Linked DNA regions of Mus musculus: region 1 is linked to region 2. Evidence: chromatin contacts called from public promoter capture Hi-C data. All regions are on one chromosome and are shown on one strand. The core of a region is the stretch at or near the end of the contact, and the rest is flanking DNA. Distances in the headings are between cores, read along the strand shown. Region 1 holds the start of Hapln2 (hyaluronan and proteoglycan link protein 2). Region 2 holds the start of 1700113A16Rik (RIKEN cDNA 1700113A16 gene).

What was found. Promoter capture Hi-C pulls out the DNA fragments that hold promoters and counts their contacts.
Region 1: a promoter capture Hi-C map of embryonic stem cells shows a contact between it and region 2. The contact joins the promoter of Hapln2 here to the promoter of 1700113A16Rik in region 2. A contact is called at or near these places in 17 of 39 promoter capture datasets (the 3T3-L1 cell line, the C10 cell line, the HPC-7 cell line and 9 more), 3 of 15 datasets of contacts at CTCF or cohesin (the NIH/3T3 cell line, embryonic stem cells and pro-B cells), 30 of 484 Hi-C or Micro-C datasets (the BV-2 cell line, the G1E-ER4 cell line, the HL-1 cell line and 10 more), 15 of 115 datasets of contacts at active chromatin or transcription factors (DN3 thymocytes, the HPC-7 cell line, T-cell acute lymphoblastic leukemia and 6 more) and 3 of 9 other capture datasets (adipose tissue, liver and pancreatic islet).

Annotation. Positions count from the first base shown.
Region 1 is chr3:88,024,521-88,029,229 of GRCm38.p6, forward strand. Hapln2 (hyaluronan and proteoglycan link protein 2) reads right to left here and starts at 2,991. Exons shown (of 7, transcript NM_022031.2): 1 at 2,865-2,991; 2 at 2,365-2,420.
Region 2 is chr3:88,176,303-88,180,546 of GRCm38.p6, forward strand. It overlaps 1700113A16Rik (RIKEN cDNA 1700113A16 gene), which reads right to left and starts at 1,483. Exons shown (of 3, transcript NR_045997.1): 1 at 1,285-1,483.

The DNA.
Region 1 (4,709 bases), core at 1,741-4,240, 150 kb before region 2:
TGGGTGCATGGAGGCATTTGTCAGCTGTAAGCCAACAAGCCTCACCTCACTGATGACAGGTCATCCCAGCCAGCAAGTCCTGACCTAGCATCTCCTTTCTGGGTCCCCCAACCCAGCTACTCCTCAACCCAGCTACTCCTCAACCCAGCTACTCCCCAGGCCTTCCATTGGAATTTGAACCTCTGTATTAATTTGCCAGCATCACTTTCTACCCCAGAACCAAGTTAAATACAATAATAATATGTGCCCTGCTTGGAAGAGTCTCTCTCTCTCTCTCTCTCTCTCTCTCTCTCTCTCTCTCTCTCTCTCTCTCTGATAACGTGGAAGCGTCTTCACCTCAAAGGCTCCAGGCTCCCCTGCAGTCAATGTTGTCTCCCCTAACTGACCTCCACACCCGACTCTGTACTGGAATCCAGGCATCCTGGACTTAAGTGGGCCTGACCTCCGGAAGACCTTCCCTCACTCTCCAGTCTGCCTCACTGTGGCATATGAAGTTTCCTGGAGCAAACAGGGAACTTTTTTCTCAGACCCTTATTATCGCCTCAACTACCCGTGTCACTAGGTTTTCCAGAATTACAATACATAACACCATCAAGTTATAAAAACAGTGTAAGCTGCAGCTGTCTGTCTGGGCTCTGGAGTCTCCTCCCGCCCTACCCTGTTTTTTTTTTTTGTTTGTTTGTTTTTTGTTTGTTTGTTTGTTTTTTTTGTAGTTTCTAGTCTTATTACCTTGAACTTTAAAAAAAAAAAAAACAAAAAACAAATGGTGGACTGATGACCCCTTGTTTTTATTTATTTTATAGACTGGGCTCTTCCATATGCTAAGTGCACAACCTTAAAGGAGTAGCTTAACCTTAGCCTCAGTGTCTTGGTTAGTAAAGTAATAATTGTAGCATCCTGCAAGTTCAGCAAAAATTAGCTGAATGCATCATATGTTTGTAAAACACTTAAAACAGTGCCTGAGGTGGAACACTTGCTATAGAGCGCAGAGTAAGGCTAAACTGTGCTTTGCTGTGAATTAACAGGAAGCAATTAAAGGAAGAAGACAGCGGTAAAGAAAGGCCTTGAAGAGTATCTACTGCCCTGGGCATTAGATAGACCAGTTTGTATCTAAAGAAACAGGTTAGTTACATTAAGAACTTTCCTGCCAGCTGGTTCTAGCACATACATGCCTTTATCCCCAGTACTTGGGAAACAGAGCCAGGCAGGCAGCCTTGTTGTACAGAGAGAATCCCAGTGCCACACAGGCAATCTCAAAAAACCAACCAAACACAAACAAGACAAGACAAAAACCAAACAAATAAAATCCACCCCACTAAAAAACAAACAAACAAAACAAAACACCCTCCCCTTTCCAATAGGGGTCGAAAACACCAGTGTTTGGTTCCCAGCACCCATGCTAAGTCTGTCACAGTTCCAGAGAATCTGGCACCCTCTTCAGGACTCTGAGGGCACCTACTCTCACAGGCACTAACACACACATACACACACACAACTTTAAAAAAAACCCAATAAGCCGGGCGTGGTGGCAAACGCCTTTAATCCCAGCACTCAGGAGGCAGAGGCAGGCTGATTTCTGAGTTTGAGGCCAGCCTGGTCTACAAAGTGAGTTCCAGGATAGCCAATGCTACACAGAGAAACCCTGTCTCAAAAAACAAAACAAAACAAAACAAAACAAAAAAAAACCTCCCAATAATAAAAATAAAAATGTCAAGTAGTATATGTCTTTAATCCCAGAATTCAAGAGGCAAAGGCAGGTGAATTTCTGTGAGTCTGCGGCCAGCCTGGTTTATATAGTGAGTTCTAGGACAGCCAGGGTTACACAGAGAAACCCTTTCTCAATTACAAGTAAAGCATGTGGGACAGGAGTCCATATGGGACAGCCTGGTAAATAAGAGTGATCTTTATGTTTAGGCGCTGACGAGATAGCTCCATGTGTAAAGATGGTCCCCACCAAGACTAATGACCTGAGTTCATTTCCTAGGTCTCATACGCTTAAAGGAGGGAGCCGACTCCCACACCTTGTCCTCGGACTCCATTCACACAAGCATGGCACAGGCACACCACACATAAACACAAAATAAATAAAAGTGCAATAAAAAATGGACTGAGCTACCACGGACATGTTTAAAGTCCAATCTGACTTAGGCACTTTGCGGTATACTGTTCTGACTCCTCTGGCTATCCAGGGAGGCATTGATAAACACCCAGGTACAGTCACCGAGCTATGGAAGGAGGTTCAACTGGGGTTTGAATCAGATTGGGCCAGCTTGAGCTCTTAGTCACTGATCTAAGGTTCTGTATTTTAAGAGAAGCACACATATAACATTTCCACACATAGAAAGCCAGCAGCCCATTGCCTACCTGCAAGATGATCTCTCCTCAGAGGCAAATCGAGCTGTGCTCAGCAGCTTCCTGTCCTGCAGAAGGAAGAAGTTGCAGTGGGGGTTCATTAGGGATTCTGGGGGTTCAAAGCACCCTAGAGCCTCAGGACTGCAGCTCCTCTGACACGGTTCTAGAGAGACTCGTTTCCTGTGTTCAGAGAAGCCAAGGCACTGAGGCCTATGTTCACGCAGCACACTAAGTCAGCCGTGATTGCATCTGTGCCAGTTGATGTCCTGGGGCCAGGGCAAGACACCGGTTGGGGGCAGAGTAAAGCAATCCTGGAGATTACCTAAAAGAGTGTGGAGAGCGGGCCTTGCTACTTCTGTCCTTAGACCAGGGGTGGGACAGACCAATTGTAAGTACAAGGGTGCTGGACCAGGAGGAGCGGGGACGAACCCTAATTGTGAATCCAGCTCTGTATTTTCATATGGACCCCATCCAAACAACAGAATTGCCCTCCCCCCCACCAAAGCCCTCACCTGTGCCCTCTGTGCCAGGCTATATATGGCCTTTCAGAAGAGGCTGTCAAGATGGGAGTCAGATTTTCAGGATGTCTGGCTGCTTCAGGACCCTGACCCTTTCTGTCTGTCTGTCCTTTTCTTTTCTGTCCACACCCTATTAGAAACACAATTTCCCATTGTCCCTGTCTTCTCCCCTATTGTTGGGTAACAGGGGCCCTTTATTCGTCCCTTGGGCAATGGCATGGAAATGTCAACAGCTGGGGATGTGGGATGCAGGACAGGCTGGCACAAACCACCGGAAAAAGGCCTGGGTGGGTGATTGGCTCAGAGCAGAAACTGACATCCAGGAAGAGGATAGGAGAAGGCTGGAATGGGGCACCCTCAGTACTCTAAACTCCAGGATTATAAAAAGATCATGCGTGATGCTGCACAGCTGGGGTTGCTGCTAGAGAGGTAGAAATCACAGGAAGATGCTTCTGTCCCTGGGAAGGGACTCCTAGCAAGGAGGGACTATGGAAATTCTCTAGCTATTTTTATTTCATTATTTTAGATGTATGAGTGTGGCTTTTAATTTATAGTGGTGCATGTCTGTGCGCCATGTCTGTAGTGCCTAAAACGGCCAGAAGAGGGCAACAGATACCATGGAACAGAAGTTACAGACCCTGAGAGCTGTAACTTGGGTGCTGAAAATGAAACCTGGGTCCTTTGAAAGAGCAAGTGCTCTTAACACCTGAGCCATCTCTCCAGCACCATGGGAATCTCTCTAAAATAGAGTCATCTGATTTCACAGTTCCTCCTTCCTCTGCACCCATGGATGGATTTTGTTTACATTTTCAAGGCTGGTGAGATGCTTGGTAGGTAAAACCACATCCTGGCAGCTGAATTCAATCACCAGACTCACAGTGGAAGGAGAAGATGGACCCCCAAAAGTCGTCCTCTGACCTCCACACTGAAACTCAACCTACAGTCCCTCACATACAACAATAACATTTTAAAATTCTGGAGAGGCCACAGATGTGGACCACCACTTGAAATGCTGAAACAGGAGGAGTGTCATGAGTTTGAGTCTGCCTTGGGCTTCGGAGTTGAAACCTTTCTCAAAAAAGAAAGAAAAGAAAAAGAAAAAAAAAAAGAAAAACAGGGCCAGAGAAGTTAAGAGCGCTGGCTGTTTTCCAGAGGATCTGACTTCAATTCCCAGCACACACACAGCAGCTCACGGCTGTAACTCTAGTCCCGAGGGATCTGATGCCCTCTTCTGGCCACAGGAGGCATCAGGAACACACATGATGCACAGGCACACACTCAGGAAAACATCCACACATATGAAATAATAAGAATATAAAGCTGGGCAGTGGTGGCGCATGCCTTTAATTCCAGCACTTGGAAGGCAGAGGCAGGTGGATTTCTGAGTCTGAGGCCAGCCTGGTCTACAAAGTGAGTTCCAGGACAGCCAGGGCTATACAGAGAAACCCTGTTTCGAAAAACCAAAACCAAAACAAAACAAAACAAAAGAATATAAAAATAAGGGGCTGGAGAGATGGCTCAGCAGTTAAGAGCACTGACTGCTCTTCTAGAGGTTCTGAGTTCAAATCCCAGCAACCACATGGTGGCTCACAACCATCTGTAATGAAATCTGATGCCCTCTTCTGGGGTGTCTGAAGACAGCTACACTGTACTTACATAAAATAAATAAATGAATATAAATAAATAAATAAATTTCTGATAGGGAGGATCCTTTGTCTCTCAGGGGAAAAATTCTTTCCTCTGCAGCCTCCCTGGCCTCTCCTCACGCTGAAGTCCACGCCCATAGACCACGTGACAACTCATACACATGCACAGAGCTGAGGTGTACACCTGGCATGG
Region 2 (4,244 bases), core at 233-2,732:
TTTACATTTCCAATGCTATACCAAAAGTCCCCCATACCCACCCACCCCCACTCCCCTACCCACCCACTCCCCCTTTTTGGCCCTGGCGCTCCCCTGTACTGGGGCATATAAAGTTTGCGTGTCCAATGGGCCTCTCCAGTGATGGCCGACTAGGCCATCTTTTGATACATATGCAGCTAGAGTCAAGAGCTCCGGGGTACTGGTTAGTTCATAATGTTGTTCCACCTATAGGGTTGCAGATCCCTTTAGCTCCTTGGGTACTTTCTCTAGCTCCTCCATTGGGAGCCCTGTGATCCATCCATTAGCTGACTGTGAGCATCCACTTCTGTGTTTGCTAGGCCCCGGCATAGTCTCACAAGAGACAGCTACATCTGGGTCCTTTCAATAAAATCTTGCTAGTGTATGCAATGGTGTGGATTTTATTTTCTTGTGTGTGTGTGCATGAGTGTCCCTGGAGGCTGGAGCAGGGCATCAAGTTTATTGGAGCTAATGTTACAGGCAGTTGTGAGATGTTGGCATGGGTGCTAGAACCAATTCAGGTCAGCAAACATTTTTTGTTGTTTATGTGCATTGATGTTTTGCTTGCATGTCTGTCTATGTAAGGACAGTTGTGAGCTGCCATGTGGGTGCTGAGAATGGAACACAGGTCCTCTGGAGGAGCAGTCAATGCTCTTAACCACTGACTCCCCCAGCAAACATTCTTATACAACACCCCTCTGGTCTCCTCAGGACACATGTGTACATACACATTTTTTTTTAATAAAAAATACTCCCAAGTTGCAACTTTTTGAAGCTGATCTCTTTTTTAGCTGAAGGACGAGTTCCTCGAGTATTGCCATATAAAATAGAACTAGGGTGTGGGTCTCTTGGACTCAGCTATCAAGGTCAGTGGTTCTTAGGAGCAATCAGTGCTGTCTAACTGTTCATGCCACGAGGCCAGTGGTTATTTTGGTCTGACTCATCCTTTAGTCCCATGGGCTATCTTTTCCAGCCTTGTGATTGTGTGGGAACTTGTTCAAGGATCAGCAGATGTGGAAGGGACCCAGGCGATCTCATCTCAGGCTCTGGACCTGAATGTTTGCAGCCTGAAATCACTCACTACCTGGACGAAGAGCAAATCCACTTTCCTGTCCTGTTTCAGACTTGGGTCTCAAATAGAAGAGGTAGCCTTAGCATAGTTTACAGGTCCCCCCCCCCCCCCCCCGTTCTAGCCACCCAGCCTAGCGAAGTTCCTTGGTAGTTTGCAGCAGGTCAGTTCCGGCCTCTCGGGTGAGTCAGATTTACCCCTTAGCCTCGTATTGGCTCAGCTCCACCTCTCGGTGTCTGTCCAGTCTCGGGGAGCGTCTCCACCCTCACAGGATAGCGGCCCAGGACTACTCCTATTTAGGACATGAGCTGCCACGTGCCCAAAGCATGCTGGGTGCCCCTGGGGAGGGGAAGACCCGCAGGACGCCGGATCACGCGCCCGTTACGCACCGCCCCCACGTGACCCGCGGTGTGTTCCGGAGATGAATTGCTTCCGGGTTTCAAAGTAACCCTCCACTCTAAGGCGAAAGGGGGCGGGTATAGAAGGTAGGCTGTAGAGTCGCCTAACATCCATTTCCGTACGTTCTGCCCCACTCCCCCAAGGTGTCGCTGAGACCCTTGACTGCGTCTCCGGGGCTTAGCAGGTGGCAGAGCACGCTCCGGAGCCTCTCGTAAAGTTCCGCCGCGCGTGGAACAAAGGCCTTCAAGCCACGCCCGGCGCCGCCTGCTACTCAGGGGGAAGTAGGTAACTAGGCTCACTCCATTGGCCCTTCGGGTGAGTGATGGAAGCACCGGCCAACCGCTGCCTGCACAAGATGCGTGCGTAGTACTCAGAAGGTTCAGCAAGGGTGAAACTACGTGAAGCTCTAGTTTTGGGCAGTTTCTCTGGGGCTCTGAGGAGGTGCGCATGCGTAAAACCCCCATCGTCAACTTCCTGCACAAATTGAGAATTAGCACCCTCAGCCTTGGCAATTTTACTGAGATTGACAGCACTGCGTAAGATCTGGCATTGCCTGGGCGTTCCAGAAGGAGAATCCGACAGGCGAATGCAACGATTTGTCATTGTCAAAACTGTTAACCACAAAGTCCACGCCGAAAAACTGCGTGATTGAATTATTTAAAAAAGGGGGCTGGAGAGATGGCTCAGTGGTTAAGAGCACTGATTGCTCTTCCGAAGGTCCTGAGTTCAAATCCCAGCAACCACATGGTGGCTCACAACCATCTGTAATGAGATCTGATGCCAGTCCAGGGTGTCTGAAGACAGCTGCAGTGTAGTTACATATAATAAATAAATAAATAAATAAATAAATAAATGAATGGTGTAGTTACATATAATAAATAAATAAACAAACAAATAAATATTTAAAAAAGAAAAAAATCGCGGGGCTGGGGATGTAGCTCCGAGCCCGGAGTTCTGCTGGAGTTCGACCTGGTGTGTGCATATAGGATTAGAAGTTCAAGGCTATCCCGAAATATAAGAGACTCTGGTCTAAAAAAAAAAAAAAAAAAAAAAAAGAGCCACAAATGATTTTGTTTGGAGAAGTAGTCACAGATGCCGTCCACTTTAATGGGCCACAGGTTGGACACGCCTTGCTCTATTTTCCTGTCTTCTGGCGGTAAGATTATAGTGCGAATAGCCTGAGAGCTATTGGCCTGAATCTGTGCAGACACCTTGCTACAGTAGTAAGAATATTTATTTAGAGAGGTTTCACAGTTTGTCTTATACTCTTTCACTCAAGAGGTCCTCACATAACCCTTCTATTGGGATGGAGGTATAGCTTAGTTTAATGGTAGAGCACTTGCCTAGAAGGAGTTCCGTTCCCAGATTACAGTGGCCGCCACATCGTGTAGACAGATCCCAAGCTGAGGCTTAAGATGCTGGAGTCCCAAAAAACACTGTCCAGGTGAAGCAGCCAAGAGGCCCTATCTCCCCACCCAGGGGTCCTATATTGTTAGGGACTGTTGCTCGCAGTGACCTAGTGTCAAGTTGGGATAATTACTCTTTTTTTTTTTTTTTAAGATTTTATTTATATAAGTACACTGTAGCTGTCTTCAGACACACCAGAAGAAGGAATCAGACCCCATTACAGATGGTTATGAGCCACTATGTGTTTGGTGGGAATTGAACTCAGGAACTCTGGAAGAGCAGTCAGTGCTTTTTTTTGGGGGGGGGGGGGTTTCGAGACAGGGTTTCTCTGTATAGCCCTGGCTGTCCTGGAACTCACTTTGTAGAGGCTGGCCTCGAACTCAGAAATCCGCCTGCCTCTGCCTCCCAAGTACTGGGATTAAAGGCGTGCGCCACCACGCCTGGCAGTCAGTGCTTTTAAATACTGAGCCATCCAGGGATGGAAGAGCATAGGCAGAGTTAAAGTTGTTGAAGTTCAAATATAACAAAATAACAGAAGCATTGGCAGAGCCGAGGGCTGGTAAAGGTGGGGTGTGTTGGTAGTTACCTGAGCAGAGTTGGAGGGTGGGATGGAAAAGAGCACAGGCAGGGTGCGTGCGGCTGGCATCAGCCTGCTTACTGGTTAAATGCTGGGACTCTGGCATCCATTTTATATGTATAAAGAATAATTTAAATGGTGGGCCTAGTGACAAAAATGCTTGGGACACTAAGGATTGTGAATTCAAAGCTGGCTTGGACTGCACAGCAAGTCCAAGGCCAGTCTACTGGTTTGCTTTCTAAATTGTAATAAAGCATTCTAACCAAAAGCAGCTTGGGAAGGAAAGGGTTTATTTCACTTACAAGTTTATTAACTTACAAGTTAATATCCCTCGCCAGAAGAAGTCAGGACAGGAGCTAAAGGCAGGAACCTGGATGAAGGAACGGAAGTGAAAACAATGGAGAAACACTGTGTTCTGGCTTGATCCCTTCAGCTAGTATTTTATGCCGTTTTAAAGATTTATTTAGGGACTGGAGAGATGGCTCAGCAGTTAAAAGCACTTGTTCTTTTGGGAGTCCCAGGCACAGTTCCCCGAGCACCCACATGATAACTCAGTCATTCCAACTTCAGTTCCAGAAGATCGGACACTTTTTTGATCTTCATGGACAGCAGGCACAGAAGTGGTGCACAGACATGCGATGCAGGCAGAACATTCAAACACACAAAATAGATAAATCTAAAAAAAAATAAGAGATTTATTAAGTGTATGTATACCACACATGTTCAGGTACCCACTGGAGGCCAGAAGACTGCATGAGGCCCCCTAGAGCAGGA